Regions from separate parts of the Sus scrofa genome. Here region 1 is linked to region 2. The links are chromatin contacts, called in public HiChIP or PLAC-seq maps. All regions are on one chromosome and are shown on one strand. The core of a region is the stretch at or near the end of the contact, and the rest is flanking DNA. Distances in the headings are between cores, read along the strand shown. Region 1 overlaps PPARD (peroxisome proliferator activated receptor delta). Region 2 overlaps DEF6 (differentially expressed in FDCP 6 homolog).

Region 1 (5,699 bases), core at 211-2,710, 69 kb after region 2:
GCACAGCAGGTTAAGGATCCTGCAGTGGATTGGGGGCACTGCTGTGGTGTGGGTTTGATCCCTGCCCCAGGAGCTTTCACACGCCACAGGCACAGCCAAAAAAAAAGTCTCATCTGAGCCTGGCTGCTTCTGTTAGGGCAAGCATGCAGATATTAGTTCCATCTTACAGATGGGGACACTGAGCCACACAGAGGTGAGCAGGTTGCCCAGAGGAACATACACAATAAAGACAGAGCCCTAGCGCTCTCTCTCCTGTATCCCACTTCGGGCCAGGCTCTGGATTTCCGAAGGGCCTGGACAGCTGCTCTGGTTTGTTGAATTGCCTCACGCAGAGGTTACTAGAGGCCGTGACCCTTTGACCCTCATTGACTTAGGAGAATAGTGAAAAGGCAGATGTGCTCCTGAGATCAAAAGTGTCAAGTGTCACCCTTCCAGCACTTAGCCCTTCCTAGGGGTTTCTGGACCTACACAGAGGGGGAGGGCGTGATAAACGGAGGAGGAGGGCCGGGAAAGCCGTCCAGTGACAGAGCTGTGATAAGAGTACCTGGAGGAGATGGCTTTGGGGAGGAGGAAGGTGCCGGCTGACACTTGGAGACCGGAGGTCAGACAGGACCAGGAGTTGCAGTTAGTCGGGCGGGCAGAGGGTCCGCTCCCCAGCAAAGGGAGACTATTTCGCATTGCAGGGCTTCAGGAAGGGAAGCGAGAAGCAGGACTGTCGGGTGAGTGAAGGCTCCCAGCCTTTTCTGGTCCCTACCACCCTGCTCCACTCTCCCGGGCCTGGGGTCCTGCTTTTCCCCTCCCTAGAACACCTACCCCTCAGTCTGGGTAAACAAAACTCATCTGCCAACGCCTGGATTTTATTTTCTTCTCTGGACCCTTAAGTGTTTTCTCTGATGAGCATAGTTTACTTTTAAGATCATTTCTGGATGACCCAGCTCTCCTCGGCCTGGACCCTTCCCTGAGGCCTCCAGCAAGAGGCCACTTCCTCCTCTTGAGGACTCAGCCCGCTCCTCCCTTCCTCTCTTTGTGTGGTGGTCGCAGGTACAAGTCTCACCTTCCTCCGGACTGGAATGTGAACGCCCTAAAGATCCCCAGCTCCGTGCTGACAGGAGCGTGCTGACAGGAGTGCATGTATATGAAGGCACTTTGGGAACTTTAAAGGGCTGGCCGATGTCCGCGTCTTGGTTGTTTAAAAAGGAAAGTGTGTGGGCGGTGGGGTCCAGTCCACAGCCTGTGACCACAGACACCGAAGCAGCGCCACTGACGCGCAGGCTGGTGTGCTGGTGGGGAGAGCCGGGGGTCAGAAGTTCGGGGGCCTGGATGCAATTGTCAGGCCCAGGAACGTGATGGCTGTTACGTGAGTTGGCCTCCCGCCAAGCAGTGCCAAGTGCCGCATCTGCTCCCCAGACATGTATGTGTGTCACAGCCGGGGATCACCAGACCAGAACAGCTCTGGGAGGTGGAGCCAAGGCAGGTCAGAGCAGAAAGGGGCCTTGGAGAGGCCTGATCCCAGCCTGACGTCTCGCTCAATGAGGGCACGGGGGCGGCGGGAGAGCCCTCGCCTCTGTGGAAGGGCCTCATCCCTCAGCCCAGCCTGGATCTTCCTGTCCCAAGTGACCTGGGCTCAGCTGATGTCACTTCCAGTTCGTCCTCCACAGTGGTCATAGGGGCTCTAAATGCTGCTCTGACCCTGCCCGTGCTCTTGTTGACCCCACTCAGCTCTGCTGCCCTCAGATACCCACCCCCATCCGCAACCTGCCCTTCAGGGCCCCAGGAGCTCTCCAGCCACTCGGCCTTCCTGCCACTCCTCAGAGGGTCTGTGCGTCTTGCCGCCTCCCTGGGGCCTTTTCACATCTCTGTTCCCCAATCACACTGTCACCTCCCCAGTCTGCCTCTCCGTCAAAGGCCAGCCTCCGGAACCCCTCCTGACCACCCACATGGGGCCACCGTGCGCGGTGTTTGTCCCTCAGGGCCTGGGCATCACTCATGGCAGGGTTGTGTTGGGCACATACATGTGGGTACTCAGCAAGTGGTGGTTAACCAAGCGGGTAAAGGCAGCCAGCAGCATCAGCAGGCAGGCACCTGAGGTCCTGGGGTGAGAAGGTTCTGGAAAGGTCCCCCACTGGGGCCCTCTGCCCCCGGCACAGCCGTCCTTAGCTCAGAAGCCTCTCCCGGCGCCCAGTGGGCAGGGTCTGGGTTTCTTCTGGGTGGGCCCGTCTTACCGCAGTGTATCTTTCAGCATATCATTCAGGTTTTTTTGTTCAAGACTTTTTCTAACAGGAGTTGCTGTTGTGTCGCAGCGGAAACAAATCTGACTAGGAACCAAGAGGTTGCCAGTTCAGTCCCTGGCCTCGCTCAGTGGGTTAAGGATCCAGCGTTGCCATGAGCTGTGGTGTAGGTCACAGACTCGGCTTGGATCCCGCGTTGCTGTAGCTCTGGCATAGGCAGTGGCTACAGCTTGATTTGACCCCTAGCCTGGGAACCTCCATATGTCGAGGGTGTGGCCCAAACAACAAAAACAAAAAACACATACACAAAAACCACTTTCTAACATATCTCCCTCTCTTACCCCATCATGAAAGTGTCCCATACTCATCGTAGAGTTTTGTTTTGTTTTTTGTTTTTGTCTTTTGTCCTTTTAGGGCTGAACCCTCGGCATATGGAGGTTCCCAGGCTAGGGGTCTAATCAGAGCTGTTGCTGCCGGCCCACACCACAGCCACAGCAATGCCAGATCCAAGCCACGCCTGCGACCTACACCACAGCTCACGCCAATGCTGGATCCTTAACCCACTGAGCGAGGCCAGGGATTGAACCCGCATCCTCATGGATACAGGTTTGATCTCTGGCCTCGCTCAGTGAGTTAAGGATCCGGCATTGCTGTGGCTGTGGTGTAGGCCCACAGCTGTAGCTCCAATTTGACCCCTAGCCTGGGAACTTGCATATGCTCAGGTGCGGTCCTAAAAAGAAAAAAAAAAGGAAGTAAGAATCAGCTCCAACTCCGCCCCTCAGAAGAGCGCACCACCGATGATTTGGGCCCTGTCTCTCGGGCTGGTGTCTGTGTGCCGTGCACCGTTTTGACGTCCTGCTGTCTGCGAAGGCTTCAGATGTGGGCATCGCCTCTATCAGAGACAGCGCTGTAACCCAGCCTCCCCATCAGTCATTAACCCGGCTCTGACCAGTGCCCTGGCCTTCCAGACCAGCAGCTCCACGGTGCTCTGCTCCTCATTCGCCAGTCCCAGTCACTCCACTCACTCCCCTCAGGGTACATGAGAGGCCTGTGCAGCCTTGGAATGGGTTTCGCCTCAGCAGGTCACCTGAGGCCAAGCCTGAGGAGTGGCCTGGGAGCTGGTTCTGTTCAGAGAGTGCAGGCACCAGAGAAAGTGAGCCCCCCCGCCAGTTCTGGAGTTCTTCCAATTCCACCCAGAGTCAGCCCCTCAGCCTGGTGGAGTGGAGCGAAGCAAAAATACAAGAAGAAGCCACCCTTAGGGCTGCCGAGGACGCCCAGGGGTCAGAGTGAGGAGGAGGGAGCGGTCTCTGCTGGGATCAGGGCTGAGGGGCAGAGCGCGGGACAGCCTGACGCATGGGGGAGGGGGGAGATGCAGCAGCTGGGTCGCCAAAGGGTGGGGGTGGGAGGGCCGGAGTGGAGAAGGGTTCGGGCCCCTCTCTCCCAAAGGAGCATGTGCCCAGGGTGGGGCGCCGTCGGATCTCCTCTCACAGTTGATTGTGAGGCAGGGAATTGGGAAATTCTGGGTTTATTGGGTACCTGGAATTCCAGTAGGCCAGCACACATTCAGACCTGGCCTGTCACTTGCCGTGTCATCCCCGGAGACAAGCCAGCGCTATTGAGTATTCTCCGCGTGGTGGATTCATCCTCATGCCAGCCGCTCAGGTTGGGTGGTAGCATCCCGGCTTTAGAGCTTACGTCTCCCTTGGGTCACAGAGAGGGGGTTGCAAAGCCAGGGTTTGAACCCAGGCCTGACACAGAAGCCTGTGGCATAAACTTCGGTGGGGCACTTGTTTCAAGGGCAGCAATAACCGACACAGTGGCAAATGTTACAACTGGATACTGTGACTGAGGTGAATGCTTTTAGTTCATTTATTCAGTCTGCAAGCATATATTGAGCACCCATTAAATGCCAGGCACTGTGCCAGATGCCAGGGACCTGCCTCAGCAAGATGGATAGAGGACATTGCTGGGAAACTGGTAACGTGGTGAGAACAGAGCAGCTGACAGACGTTGCAGTTTTGCGCGGTAATCACAGCTCTGGAGGGCCTGGATCAGGGCTGTAGTAGGAAGGAGCAGACGGGGGCTCGCCAAGGAGAGCTTCCTGAGGGAGGAGGTATAGGCAGGTCTCCAAGGACAGTAGGCCTTAGCTAGTGGCAGGCATTCCAGGCTGAGGCCAGCTCAAGGCATTGATGCTGTATAATGGAGCAAGTAGGATGAGGCTGGTAGAGGGAGCCAGGGACCAGGGCCTGTGGCTGCCTTTGGCATTTGGCAGGTTGTATCCAGAAGGGCTTTAACCGGGGTGTTGCCGACAGAAGCAGTTCTTGGCAGCTGGACAAAGGATTCAGGAGTGATGGCTCCAGACAGAGGCTAAGAGCAGCTTCCTGATCTAGCAGGGAAGGGACACACCAGCTTCTGATTCGGTCTTACCCAGCACCGAACTCAAGGCACACAGCACAGCAATTGAGACTTGAGCCAACCTGGACTCAAATCCTACCCCTGTGTTACTATGTGACCTTGAGCCAGTTACTGTGTGACCTTGAGTCAGTTATTTTCCCTCTCTGCGCCACAGTTTCCCCATCAGTTAAATGGAGATAATAGTAGTACCTGACTTTAGGGCTGTTGTGAGGATGAGATGTGTCAGTATATATGCAGCTTGGTGAACAGTAAGCCCTTGGAGGCTTGGAAGCTGGCACCATTGTGATGGAGGCGGTGAGCCCAAGGCTTGGAGCTGTAACACAGCTTGGACCCTGGTGCAGGGAGAGGCCTAACAGAACACACCTTGGCTGATGGCCCCACTCAGAGCGTACAGTCTGCAGCTGCGCTCGGGGAAGCCCGCTACACGTATCCTTTTCTTTTGAGGCTTGAACATCTTCCAGCACTCTTTTTTTTTTTTTTTTTTTTTTTTGTCTTTTTGCCATTTCTTGGGCCGCTCCCGCGGCATATGGAGGTTCCCAGGCTAGGGGTCCAATCGGAGCCGTAGCTGCCAGCCTACGCCAGAGCCACAGCAACGCGGGATCCGAGCCACGTCTGCGACCCACACCACAGCTCACGGCAACGCCGGATCGTTAACCCACTGAGCAAGGGCAGGGATCGAACCCGCAACCTCATGGTTCCCAGTCGGATTCGTTAACCACTGTGCCACGACGGGAACTCTTTTTTTTTTTTTTTATGATTGATTTACAGTGTTCTGTCAATTTCTGTTGTACAGCAAAGCGACTCACTCGTACATACGTGTACCTTCTTTTTCTCATATTGTCCTCCATCCTGTTCCATCACAAGTGATTAGATATAGTTTCCTGTGCTATACAGCAGGATCCCATTGCCCATCTGCTCCAAATGCAAGGGTTTTCATCTACTGACCCCTCCAGTGCTTTAAAGCTCACAAAGCACCTTCATGGGAAGGCTTCAGGCCCCAGACCAGGTGTCTCTAGAGCTCAGGGTCCCTGGGTTGAGCTCCTGACCACCTCCCGC
Region 2 (5,981 bases), core at 797-3,296:
ATTTTTACAGATGAATTTTAGTTATGATTGAACTGAATACCATGTGCAGAAGCCTTAGCCAGGATGGAAGGGGACAAGCGGGAAGGTGGGAACAGCCCTTGGGCCCAGTTTTGGTTGGGGTCCAGGAAGACAAACTGCCACTCTGTCTCAGGTGCTGTCCCACAACCTGTACACAGTCCTGCACATCCCTCACGACCCCGTGGCCCTGGAGGAGCACTTCCGAGATGATGACGATGGCCCTGTGTCCAGCCAAGGATACATGCCCTACCTCAACAAGTACATCCTGGACAAGGTGGGGCCCTCAAAGCTCTCTGCTCTCCCTGCTTCCCAACCTGGCCAGCACACCAATACACCGCCACCCCAACTCCTCCCCCTGCAAACCCCCATTTTTGTCCCCTCTGCCCATCCCTGCGGTCCCACCCCCTTCCTTCACGTGCCAGCCACTTGCCCCTCCTAACTGGCTCTCAGTCTCATCTCTGTCTTAGCCACCACCTTTCCCATGACCTTCACCCCCTCCCTGCTGGGCTTCTGCCTGTACCTGACACAGTCCTCCCAGCTGTCCATCCCCCAACTCCTCTCAGCTGTCACTGTCATCTCAGGCTCTTCTTGACTATCCACTCCCCTCTGGGCTTCCTCTTCTCTCTCCCCTGGGCTGAGGGGCCAGTTTCTCTGTTGGCCGGGGACTTGGATGGATGTGGATGGGGGGAGGCAGTAGCGTGATTGGAACCAGCTAGTTACCTGATAATCAGCTCAGGGATTCCTCAATTTCGAGCCCCGACTCGTCAGGGTTGGGAGCAGGGATTAGACGACCCTAAGAAGCCAGCTGGAGCCAGGTTAGTGGCAGAGCAGGGACCGGGCAGCCTTCTCAGCTGACATGTGGGTCTGGTGGCAGGTGGAGGAGGGGGCTTTCGTTAAGGAGCACTTTGATGAGCTGTGCTGGACCCTGACGGCCAAGAAGAACTACCAGGTAGACAGCAACGGGAACAGCATGCTCTCCAACCAGGATGCCTTCCGCCTCTGGTGTCTCTTCAACTTCCTGTCTGAGGACAAGTACCCTCTGATCATGGTTCCTGATGAGGTGAGGGCGATGGCAACCTCAGGCACTTTATCACTGGGGGCCAGGCCTCAGCAAAACCATGAAGGAGGCCAAATTGCCTCGGCACTTTCCCACATCCCCTTTCTTTGTTATCTCCCCGCGCTCGCACCTGTCCACACCCAGCTGTCCCCAGACGCTTAGCACTGCCCCACAGCCGAGCAATTCCACCTTCTCCCAGGAGGTCCAAAACCAGTTTCCCTCACAGTAGGAAAGCGGGCTGCAAATTCTGTCTACACCGAGGTGTCAGTGCCTGATGCATTACTGGCCGTTTCAAAACGAAAACACTTAGGACCTCAGGCACTGTGGCAGCCTGAGAGGGTGCTCTGTTAGGGGAATGGAGACCTTCCGGGGACATCGCTCCAGTTTTTCCAAGGGAGCAACCAGGTCTGGCCCTGGTTCAGCTCGTCTCTTCCTATCTTCCCCAATCTGGGGGGGGAGTGCGCCCCAACAGACTCACCGCAGGGCCCCAGAGAGGGCACCCTGGGAGTAGAGGCCTCAAATCCAGCTTCTACCTCCTCACCTCATGGGTGAAGCCAGGGCAGGTGCTGCTTTTCCAGTAGACCTGCATCCTCCCTCTGTTCACCCCCCGCCCCCCTGCCCCCATCCTGAAAAGCCTTTTCCTGACCCTTAAGCCCTCTTGGGAGCTGTGAAGATACCAGGGCAAATTTAGGTCTTTAGAGCAGGGTACACTGGCCAGGGGGCTGCTGTGTTCACACAAAGTCCTGGCCTAACTGCACTCAGATTCATGTCCTCGCTTCTGTCTGTGGAAAGAACAAAGGGTGCCCCCCCCCCCTCCCCGCAACTCCCAGCCAAGACGTGGCAGCCCCCAGAGTGAAAATCCTGGAGAGAGTTTCCTTGAAGCTGCTGGGGCAGTAGAGGGACGTGTATCTATCTGTTGAGACACCTGGTGGACACCTTTGTCAGACCCACGGCAGGCAGGGCGAGGTGGCCTCTCGGAGGCCGGAGAGCTGCTTGCTGCTGTGATCAACATGCAGTGTGAACATACTGCAGCAGGATGTACCCCAACCACCACTTCCTGTTCCTCTGTAACAGGTTTCCTGTCCCTGCCCTGCTTACTCCCAGCCCCAATCCCCTTGCCCTCCTGGAGGGGAAGGATCCCCAGGGTTGGGGCTTGGGGCTTGGAATCAGGACTCAAATGGGATGTGGATTTGAATTGAGTTCTGGCTGCTACCAACTTGCTGTGTGATTCAGAACGAGTCACTTCCTCCTTTGAGCCTCAGTTTTGCCATCTACAAAGTGAGGGTGTTGGATGAGGGGGCCCTTGTAACCCCTCTGACATTTTCTATGCTTTGCTGCCTCTGCCTGGCCCCCCAGCCCTCAGCTCCCACCTCACCCTGCCCTTCATTCAAGGCAGGAAGGAGTGGGGCTGAGGGAGGAGAGGGGATGCCTGAATTGAATGTGGGGTTCCAGGACCCCCTCCCAAATCTCTACCCAGGTGTCCACCAGTGTTTTGTCCTCTGACCCCCTCCCTCAACCTGGTCCCTGGTCACCTCTGCCCAGGCCCTGGGAGCCTGATGTTGGTGTTGGAGCGCCCCCTGGTGTTGGCACCGGCAACACTGCCTGCGGCAGCCACCAGGCCTTCCCTCACCCTCCAGGTGGAATACCTGCTGAAGAAGGTGCTCAGCAGCATGAGCTTGGAGGTGGGCTTGGGGGAGCTGGAGGAGCTGCTGGCCCAGGAGGCCCAGGCAGCCCAGAGCTCCGGCGGGCTCAGCGTCTGGCAGTTCCTGGAGCTTTTCAACTCGGGCCGCTGTCTGCGAGGCGTGGGGCGGGACACCCTCAGCATGGCCATCCACGAGGTCTACCAGGAGCTCATCCAAGACGTCCTGAAGCAGGTCAGGCCAAGCTGGGAACAAGGGGAGGACCCCAGGGAGGGGCGAAGGGGGGCCAGGCATGCCTCTGACTTTGCTCTGGCTGGCAGGGCTACCTGTGGAAGCGAGGACACCTGCGGAGGAACTGGGCAGAACGCTGGTTCCAGCTGCAGCCCAGCTGCCTCTGCTATTTTGGGAGTGAAGATTGCAAGGAGAAAAGGGGTACCATCCCACTGGATGCGCAATGCTGCGTGGAGGTGAGGGGGACAGGTGAACTGGCGGAGCACATCTCAAGGCCCAGAGGGTTTCCTGTGTAGTGTGAAGGCACGGGGGTGAGGGGGAGGGCAGGTGGGAAGAGCCACAGTGACAAATTTCTTTTCTTTTCTTTTCTTTCTTTTTTTTTTTTTTTTTGGTCTTTTAGGGCAGCGCCTGTGGCATATGGAGTTTCCCGGGATAGGAGTTGAATTGGAGCTACAGCTGCTGGCTACAGCCACAGCCACAGCAACGCCAGATCCTTAACCCATTGAGTGAGGCCAGGGATCAAACCTGCGTCCTCATGGATACTAGTCAGATTTGTTTCCACTGAGCTACGACGGAAATTCCCACAGTGACAAATTTCTGCTTAGATGAGTATAACCTCAATCCAGTTGACCCTTAAACAACAGGGGCTGGAACTTCATGAGTCCACTTACACATGGATTTTTTGCAATAAACACATACAAGAGCACTGCACCGTGTGCAGTTGGTTGAATCTGCATCTAGAACTGGGGTATTGAGGGCTAACTAAAGTGATACATGGGCGTTCCCGTTGTGGCGCAGTGGAAACGAATTCAGCTAGCATCCATGAGGGCGTGGGTTGGATCCCTGGCCTCTCTCAGTGGGTCAGGGATCCAGCATTTTCATGAGCTGTGGTGTAAGTCACAGATGAGGCTCGGATCCCGAGTTGCTGTGGCTTTGATTAGACCCCTAGCCTGGGAACTTTCATATGCCCCGGCTGCTGCCCTAAAAAGCAGAAAAAACAAAAGTGATATGTGGATTTTTGCCTGGCCAGAGGCACCCCTAGCCCCTGCATTGTTCAAAGGTCAATTGCCTATCTGAGTCCTCAGAGCCATTCTTAGCCATGTCAGCACTCTTTTTTTTTTTTTTCTTTTGGAAAAGTAACACACTTTATTTTTTTTCCTCCAGCGTTATTGAGATATAGTTGATATAGAGCCCTTATAAGCTGAAGGTGTACAGCACAGTGATTTGACTTACATCATAAAGTGATTAGTACAAGTTTAGTGAACATCCATTTTCTCATATAGGTACAAAATTAAATAGAACATTTTTTTCCCTGTGATGAGTAATCTTAAGATTTACTCTCTCAGGAACTTTCACATATAACATAGAGCAGTGCTATGTTTATCATGTACATCGCACCCTAGTACCTGCTTAGCTTATGTCTGGAAGCCTGTGCCTTTTGACTGCCTTCATCCAGTTCCCCTTCTCCCACCCCCTCACCTTGGCAACTGCAAATCTGATCTGTTTTTCTACGGATTTGTTTTGTTTTTGAAGTATAATTGACCTATAACTACATTAGTTCCTGTTACACAACATAGAGATTCAATACTTCTATATATTTCAACCTGATCACCATGATAGGTCTAGTTATGAGATGTCACCATGCAAAGATAATTGTGTCATCATAATTACTAACTATATTCCTCACGCTATACATTTTATACCCATGACTCACTCCTTTTGCAACTGAAAGTTCATACCTCTGAATCTCTGTCAATTTTCCTTTCCACTCCTGCCACCCTACTCTCTGGCAAACACCTATTTATTCTCTGAATCTATAATTCTGTTTATGTTTTGTTAGCTTTGTTCATTTTTAAAAATTTTATTTATTTATTTTTCTGTTTAGGGCTTACACCCACGGCATATGGAGTTTCCCAGGCTAGGGGTCAAATCAGACCTACAGCTGCTGGCCTACACCACAGCCACAGGAACACCAGATCCGAGCCACATCTGCAACCTACACCACAGCTCACGGCAATGCTGGATCCTTAACCCACTGAGCAAGACCAGGAATCAACCCACATCCTCATGGATACTAATTGGGTTCCTTACCGCTGAGCCACAACAGGAACTCCTGTTCATTTGTTTTGTTTTTCGTTTTTAGATTCCATATGTCAGTACTTTAAAAAAAAAAACCCAAAACTACAGATCAAATACTAAAATCATGGGTGAATAATGTGGATTTTGCTCCAGATTTCAGAGGAGATAGATGGCTTAGGGCTCATATTACCCAGCAAAACTTTTCTAAAAATCCTCTCGAAACATCTTTCTCCTTCACCCAAATTCCATTCCCTTTGGCAACTCTATACCTCCCTATTCTTCCTTCCTTCCCACACCTTTTCCTCCCTGGGCCCTGCCCATTATCTTAGAGGTGTGAAACAACAATTAGGAGTTCCCGTCGTGGCTCAGCAGTTAACAAATCTGACTAGCATCCATGAGGATGCAGGTTCAATTCCTGGCCTCGCTCAGTGAGTTAAGGATCTGGCGTTGCTGTCAGCTGTGGTGTAGGTGGAAGACGCAGCTCAGATCCTGCCTTGCCATGGCTGTGGCATAGGCTGGTGGGTATAGTTCCTACTCGCCCCCTAGCCTGGGAACCCCCATATGCCGCAGGTGCAGCCTAAAAAGCAAAAAAAAAAAAAAAAGTAGTAAAATACATAAACATATACTTCACAATGTAATTTGCCTTTTTAACCATTTTACAATTCAGTAGTATTAAGTACATTCACATGTAACCATCACAGTTATCTATTTCCAAAGCTTTTTTTTTTTTATCATGTCAAACAGAAACTCTGCACCTATTAAGTGATAACTCATCCTTCCTCCCTTTCAGTGCCTCTATAACCTCTATTCTGCTTTTCTGCCTCCATGAACTTGCCTATTCCAGGTGCCTCATATAAGGGAATAATATAATATAATATTTGTCCTTTTGTGCCTGGCTTCTTTCACTTGGCATAACATTTTCAAGCATGTTGTGGCATGAATCAGGACTTCATTCC

Evidence for each region. HiChIP or PLAC-seq counts read pairs in DNA pulled down with a chosen protein or histone mark.
Region 1: a contact with region 2 is called in an H3K27ac HiChIP or PLAC-seq map of alveolar macrophages. The contact joins two enhancer-like sites. A contact is called at or near these places in 4 of 47 Hi-C or Micro-C datasets (embryonic fibroblasts, heart right ventricle, skeletal muscle and 1 more) and 2 of 2 datasets of contacts at active chromatin or transcription factors (alveolar macrophages and skeletal muscle).

The regions. Positions count from the first base shown.
Region 1 is chr7:31,273,366-31,279,064 of Sscrofa11.1, forward strand. The region is part of intron 2 of PPARD (peroxisome proliferator activated receptor delta); the gene reads left to right. Among named protein-coding and RNA genes, the nearest start is that of RPL10A, 52 kb to the right of the region's middle. Within about 2 kb of position 1,461, at least 33 of the 83 cell types and tissues checked have an H3K27ac peak or open chromatin away from gene starts, as enhancers often do. A contact at or near this core is called in alveolar macrophages, where this site is marked.
Region 2 is chr7:31,204,140-31,210,120 of Sscrofa11.1, forward strand. It overlaps DEF6 (differentially expressed in FDCP 6 homolog), which reads left to right. Exons shown (of 11, transcript XM_001929239.6): 2 at 152-292; 3 at 893-1,078; 4 at 2,713-2,949; 5 at 3,036-3,182. Among named protein-coding and RNA genes, the nearest start is that of DEF6, 15 kb to the left of the region's middle. Within about 2 kb of position 2,047, at least 19 of the 83 cell types and tissues checked have an H3K27ac peak or open chromatin away from gene starts, as enhancers often do. A contact at or near this core is called in alveolar macrophages, where this site is marked.